Linked DNA regions of Mus musculus: region 1 is linked to region 2. A link is a contact called in public HiChIP or PLAC-seq data. All regions are on one chromosome and are shown on one strand. The core of a region is the stretch at or near the end of the contact, and the rest is flanking DNA. Distances in the headings are between cores, read along the strand shown.

The links. HiChIP or PLAC-seq counts read pairs in DNA pulled down with a chosen protein or histone mark.
Region 1: a FOXA1 HiChIP or PLAC-seq map of pancreatic cancer cells shows a contact between it and region 2. The contact joins two enhancer-like sites. A contact is called at or near these places in 2 of 115 datasets of contacts at active chromatin or transcription factors (bone marrow-derived macrophages and pancreatic cancer cells).

What each region holds. Positions count from the first base shown.
Region 1 is chr10:20,103,270-20,106,510 of GRCm38.p6, reverse strand. It overlaps Map3k5 (mitogen-activated protein kinase kinase kinase 5), which reads right to left. Exons shown (of 30, transcript NM_008580.4): 18 at 2,246-2,351. Among named protein-coding and RNA genes, the nearest start is that of Map7, 66 kb to the left of the region's middle. Within about 2 kb of position 1,695, at least 194 of the 459 cell types and tissues checked have an H3K27ac peak or open chromatin away from gene starts, as enhancers often do. A contact at or near this core is called in pancreatic cancer cells, where this site is marked.
Region 2 is chr10:19,191,616-19,195,332 of GRCm38.p6, reverse strand. All of the region lies in intron 3 of Gm20139 (predicted gene, 20139), which reads right to left. Among named protein-coding and RNA genes, the nearest start is that of Gm40607, 50 kb to the left of the region's middle. Within about 2 kb of position 1,787, at least 60 of the 459 cell types and tissues checked have an H3K27ac peak or open chromatin away from gene starts, as enhancers often do. A contact at or near this core is called in pancreatic cancer cells, where this site is marked.

The DNA.
Region 1 (3,241 bases), core at 446-2,945, 910 kb before region 2:
TTGAGGAAACTCTTTGCTCCCAGTGCCTGGTGAGGGAGAAGCAGGGTCTGAAAGGCAATGGGCTCCAAGGCAGGCCACACCTTGTGGGACATACAGGCTCTGGCTTTGTTTACTCTGCTTGGAAGCCACCGAGGGCTCTGGGAGACATTCTGGCTGCAATGTTGAGGATGGACAGGAGGGGCAGGAGTAGAAGCAGAGAGGCCATGTGAGGCGGCTGTGACAGGAGATCTCTGGCACTGGAAGGGTCATAGCCCGTCCCACTTCTGGACCGACATGCTTCCTCGATGGTCAGACTGCAGCGTGAGAAAGGGTGCCAGTGACAGCCAAAGTCTCGAGTGGCCCTCAGTGGCGAGAGACAGAGAAGAACGTGGGTGGGAAAGGTCTGAGGAGAAGGTAATTAACTCCACTTAGCATGTCAAGTCTAGCTCAAACCTCAGATCTATTACTAAACAGTTCTGTGACCTTGGGCAAGTTATTTAAACTCTTTGAACCTTAATGTTCTCACCATAAACCGGGATGATGTTACCTCCTGATTAGGGTTCATGTACAAATTTCAGTGTGTATGATGCACTGTGCACCCAAGCAAGGTATGCAGTCAGAGCAATAAACGATGACTCGCCCTGTCTGCCCCTCACCCAAATCAGCAGGAGCTGAAATCAAGCCAGGTCTTCCCACTACATTCACCAGAGCTGACGAGGTATCTTGACCTCTAGCCAGTCAGGACTACAAAGCCCACAGTGTTGAAAGGACCAAGACCTGCCTGCAAGCCATGGCTCTCAGATCAGCATGAAAGAGAGATCTGAGCTCCTTAGTCATACACTGTACACATCACCTTCATGTGTGGCCAGTGGGAGAGTTATAGGCTCAGGGCCCCGGTGAGGGCTCCTTCCCTACAGTGCCTTGTGGATTAAAGACAAATCTTCAAGATGAAAAGGAGGTATGAGATCAACATCCTGCCCACAAACATTGCAGAAGTAGGAATTATCATCTCCCAAGTCACTGAGTCTGGGCAACATCTAAATGGCTGCTTGCTAAGCTGAGAGAGAATGAGGAAAGAGGCGCAAACATGGAAGTTGCTCGTCGGTTGGAATTTATTTTAAAATACATCGTAAATATGGGTAATCCTGTGTCTGAAATACATTGTGTGGAGTCCAGGAGGTGGCGCAGATAGGAGGATCTGAAAGGCACAAGGGTTTCTCTCTCCTCCTTCCCACCTCCGAGGCCACCAGCACAGACTGCAGAGTAAGGGGGAGAGGAAGATGGACTGAGGTCTGCAGGCCAATGGCAAGAGCAAAGGTAGAGAGGAAACCCTGAGCTCCATCACAGACAAACTGCCCTGACCACCAGAGGTGTCTCCCACCTCTTTCCACTAATGTCCCACTTGCAAAATGGGGGCGCTTCTGTCTACCACAGGGGATTCAGAAATGGGGACATCTGGCCATTTTGCTTTACACTGAATCAAAGATTAGTCACTGACTCCTTAATTTTTTTTTTTAGTCAATCTCTAAATCTCTGGCCCTGCCCTCCTCCTCTAATAATAACAGAGCCCAATGCTCCTGGAGAGTTAGCATCAGAACATGGAACAGAGACATTCTGCAGGCTCGGTATCTAATGGGCAGTCATCCATCTGCTGGGCTCTGTTTTCCTCTTGGCTGTGTTCACCTTTTTGAAAACTGCTGTCTCCACCCTCCCAGGACTTGGCATCAGAGGCAGCTCAGTCACTGCGTTGCCCAATTTCTCATCTCCACCTCTTCCGAGTGGATGAGTCACTTCCTCTTTTCTGAATTGAAATCTTAGGGTTATTTATGTTGTGGGGGAGGGGAATTGATTCCTGGGAGAAAACAGACTAAGAAGGAGGGGAAACTGGAGCCCAGATAGGAAGTTGTTTGGGTATGAGTAAGAATCAGAGAGGCTGGGTGAGGGTATGTTTGTAAACAGCAGTCTCGTGAGGGTCAGAGTGGCTGTAAGCCAGTCAAGGGAAAAAAAAAAAAAAGGTCAGGAAACAAAAAGCAAGCATGCTGAGAGTGGGAAGTCACCTTCAGTGGTTTACACACAGGCTGAGCCACTCAGAACCCAGGAAGACAGGAGGGCAAGTCAGGCCCCGTACAGTTTTCCAGTGAGCATCAGGCAATCCCAGCATCAGTGTTTGTGAGAAACCTGACTTAGTTTATCTCTCACCTGACGCTGAGGCTCAGCAATTACATTCTTAATTATCCAAGATCTGTATCGTTCGGGAAAAGCGTACCTGTAAAGGTTTCGGTACATGGGTTTATGCCAGCAAGCCTCTTGGATGTCCCGAAGTCAGAGATCTTGAGCACACCACTGTAGGTATTAATCAATACATTGTCACCCTAGGGAAAGAATATTCCAATCAAAATGTTATCTTTTCACTGATGCTGTTTGTGGTTGACTTGAGCCTAATAAAAGTGCCCTTAGACCAAACAATGGCATTCATACTGTGTTCTTCAATAACAGTTTATCTCAGGAGAGAATTCCTTTCAATACAGAGTTCTTGATATAATTTTCATTTATGTTATCAGTTGTTTATAATCTTCTCTTCAGGTCACAGGCCAAACATGGCCCCCGAGGGAAAGTTCACCACAGTTTAAGCTAGCCTGGGTCACCTGTGGACAGTATCTATATAAATAACTTCCTTCACTTCCCAGGCACTCTTCTCTGTGGTGTTCCTTACTTTCTGTGGATTACCTAGGACATTTACGTTGGTTATAGGGTAGTGAGCAGGTGCATTAGAAACAAACACCTATAATACACACAGAACACTGCTGCCTGCTTAAAAGACCTTCAAAGTTTGGCATATGTCTCGGCTAACACGCTTGAAAACATATTTAAGAGAAACGAGTCACACAATCACTCCCGTTCTTCTAGGTAGCCCATAGTAATCTCTGCTCATTATCCTTCTAAGTTCTCAGTTCTGGCAGTATTATGTTCACCCTTTATCCCTTTGACCATGTGATCTCTGCCCCTAACATGATCACAGGATGGACACCTTAAGCCACATGTGCTCGAGCATGCGCACCTTCCAATATCAATATGGGTATGCACGGAGAGGCTCCACAAGAAAAATCCTCTCTGTTCAGGCTAGTAAAAAGTAAAAAACCCCAAAGTACAAAACCTCTGCTTGCTCTCAATAGTGAAATGCCCTTCTCTTTTAATCTCCTGGTTGCACTTTTTGGCTTTGTATTCACCAAAAGGTGAACTCATTTTGTTTGTTTACCAAAGG
Region 2 (3,717 bases), core at 538-3,037:
AACCTCCCAGAGAGAAATACATGTTCTACATCTGCTCACAAGTCATTGAGGATGCGATAGTTCATCTTCTTTATCAGTTTGGCTGGGTTAAAAAAAATGCCTAATGAATGGTAAAAGATTATTTTTTAGTAAGTCTCTGAGGGTGTTTCCAGAGGAAATTAGTGTTTGAGTGCTGATATGTACTGAATAAAGATGACGATTGCTCTCACAACGGGAACTGGTCTTGTTCTTTTAGTTAACAGCTGGGATAGAAAAAAAAGTGGGTGAAGTGGGAGTTTGTTCCTGCAATTTGAGCCCTGAAATCCATTTTTTTCTGTCCTTGGACACCCCAAATATTGGTTTTTAGACCTTCTATCACTGTCTCCCCTGGTTCTCAGGCCTTCAGACCAACCCTGAAGAATGCAGCAGACTGAAGGACCTCCCCTTTCTCTCTGTCAGTAAATAAAGTGTTCACTGCATGGCATGAACCATGTGCTCACATGAAAAGCTGTGGTGTGCACCTGTGATCTCAGTGTTCAGGGGCAGATGATCAGCTTAGTTGAACTGGAAAGCTCCAGGCTCAATTAGAGTCTTATCTCAAAAAATAAGGTGCAACATGGATAAAAAGCCACTCAGTGATGATTTCTGGCCTGCGTGCGAGTGAGTGTGCACTCGAGCACACACACACACACACACACACACACACACACACAGAGAGAGAGAGAGAGAGAGAGAGAGAGAGAGAGAGAGAGAGAGAGCCTGAAGCTTGAATCTGGAGCCTGCTTCAGCAGTTGAGAGCACTGGCTGTTCTTCCAGAGAATTTGGGTTGGAGTCTCAGCATCCACATGGCAGCTAACAATTATCTATAAGTCCAGTTCTGACACTCTCTTCCTGCCTCCATGGACGCTACACACATCCAGAGAACAGACTAAGACTGAAGTACGAAACTCATACCTACATACATAATTGTTTTTTAAATGAGCAGTATATATAACTTACTAGCTTACTACATAAGTCAGTATATATGTATACAAAACATGATATAAGTGTATATATATGTAGGTATATATATATATATATATATATATATATATGTGTGTGTGTGTGTGTGTGTGTGTGTGTGTGTGTATACACACACACTAGTTTTCAACTCTTTAATGATATGCTAGCCATTTCAGTCCTACTGAAGGTCACTAAATGTTCTAACACCTTGTGCTCACAATGAGATTCTCTGAATACAGCTAGAAGGCAGAGAACATCTCCCCCCCCCCCCAACACACACAACAGAAACCTATGAATACCCTGCATTTAGTAGACGTTCATTAATCTTAGAAAAGGTCAGCATCTTGAAGACAATGTAATGGATCAGAGACAGAAAAGCACATCTTTGGAAATCCCCACACACTGTAGACTACTGTGACCTATCTTCTCCATTGCTGTCTTAGGGCTAATGAGCACAGTTACAGAAAAATCAACTATTGAGCAGATTTCTCCTGCTATGATCTTAAACTATATGACATTTCTGAAGAAATCTAAGAAGCTCAATTCCAGTTTCCCAAACCTCTCATCCTTGCCGTACACTCTCCTATGGGAAAAAAAAAATCAGAAACCATTGGATGGAAACACTAATAACGACCTATCATTAAAACTGCTCATCTTTTTGAAGGATGCTTTCTGTTGCAAGCATTACAGAACCTGACTCAACTGAGTTAATCAGTAAGATCATTTTATCAGATCACATGTCAAGATAGGCTGTTGCAGGGCCTCCAAGTTTGGTTTCTCAGTGGCTTTGTGATGTCAAGGGCATAGGTGATTTCCCAACTTTCTTCCCGTGTAGCCTCGGCTGATCAACAGGCTACATCCCTCAGCTCTGGGTAGCACATCCATAGAAGACAACATTCTAGAAAAGAGAGAGCATATCCAAGCCATAGAACAAATTCCCCCTCACATTTGCTTTAGTAAAGACTGGATCACATTCCTGGAGGAATCCATCCTGGCAAGAGGAATGCTATTTCATGTTTGCATGCTCCCTGGATGACCCGAGAAAGGACTTAAGTCTGGTGACTGAATAAAACTTGGAGGATGGGCTTAGACTCAAATTGCTAACCCTCCATTGCAAAAAAGTTTCTCTCATTGCTCTTTCCCTTCTGAAAATTGGATATGAAAGTTGCCAATGTCAAGATGAAATCACTCTGGTCAGACCCAGAATAAACAGAGCTGGGGTTATGAACTATCATAAAGACTTTCTAAAACCCACAAGAAATTCCTTCACAGTGAGCACACTGAGTCGGTGTTTGTCCCAGTTATTTTGCTTATTCTGTACCTATTTCTGTAACAAGGATCATCACAAGAAATTCTACCAAGCTACAAGAAGGACAGATAGACATTTGCCTGGCTATGTTGTTCGCTCAATGTCTTCACTCCCAACTTCTATGACCAGTGAACCTTTGTTTCGTGCAGCTTAAGCACATTTCCCCCTAGGTCTTTAAACAGCCTCCCTCACCCCAGTCTCTCCTGTTGTATCTAAGACGTCTGTGCACATCCCAAATTACCGCCCTTTGCCATTCATTCCTGAATGTACACAGTTTTCCTGAAAGCCACTCCCTCTGTTGGTACTTAACTGTTGACATCCTGAACATAGAGTAGAAATTGATTAATATGTGTTGAATATATAAGTGAAACTTGGCCACTTTTCTTGGCTCTGTCACTAACTAACTGCATAACTTTGAAATATTGATTGAACTTTTAAGGCTTGTTTCCTGTCTACAAAAAAGCAAAAAAGAGAGAGAGAGAATTTAGTATAGCTGGAGGCTAGGTATTGCTGGCTCCCTCCCCTTGACTCCCTGGCAAACAACTAAGGGTACCTAGTCAGCTCTGCTCAGGGTGTGGCTGCAACACTGACAACCTGTGGAACCCTTGATAACAGGAAGTTCTGTGCTGATCTTCCAAGTGGGGCCTGAGCAGGCAGGAGGCCACAAGCCCTCCATTCAGAAATCAGTGTCAGCTGGATGGAGCCAGAAGGGTGGGACTTCTAAGGAATGCTAATCAGGCCCGGTATCCACCCTAGGGACACTCTTGGCCTTCCCACTTCTTAGGTTGCATAGCCAAGAGTTTATCTCTATAAGCCATTGTTTTCAAAGCAGAGAGAGCTCTGGATTTTCCCCAGAATTCCACAGAAATTTAAGCAGTCTTCAGCTTTCCAAGGCAGAAGCCAGAGGCTTTCCCTGGGCTGTGCAAAGGTGACATGTTACCCTTTGATTTGATAATTCCTTCTTGGTTTAGATGTGTTTTTTTACCCTGCTAGGTATATTTCTTTTCCTTTATCTAAACACGTGACATACCAATACCAGTTAATATTAATGATCTAAAAGGGAAAATGAATGAAGGTGTTAACACAAAGAGTTTTCAAGCTTAGCAGCTCCAGAAATTGTTAGACACACATGTTCATCCTGTTTTTATTGTCAACGATGGAGGATCAAAGTCCCAAACACAAAGTTCAAGGGTTTTGTTTTTAATGGAATACAAAATATTCTTTTTCTTGCTCCCAAGTGTCTGGTATCCAGCACAGCCTTCTGGCTGACAACTTTAGAGACAGAGGTCAAGAGGAAGTCTGGCACCAACTGATGCTGTCCAGGACATTGATATTGACTGTGCCTAGATGTGTCATAATCTGGGCACTATAGTTGCTCCCTATGTTAGTCATGGCTCTAGAGCCACATTTTTAGTTGGTTGTGTTCC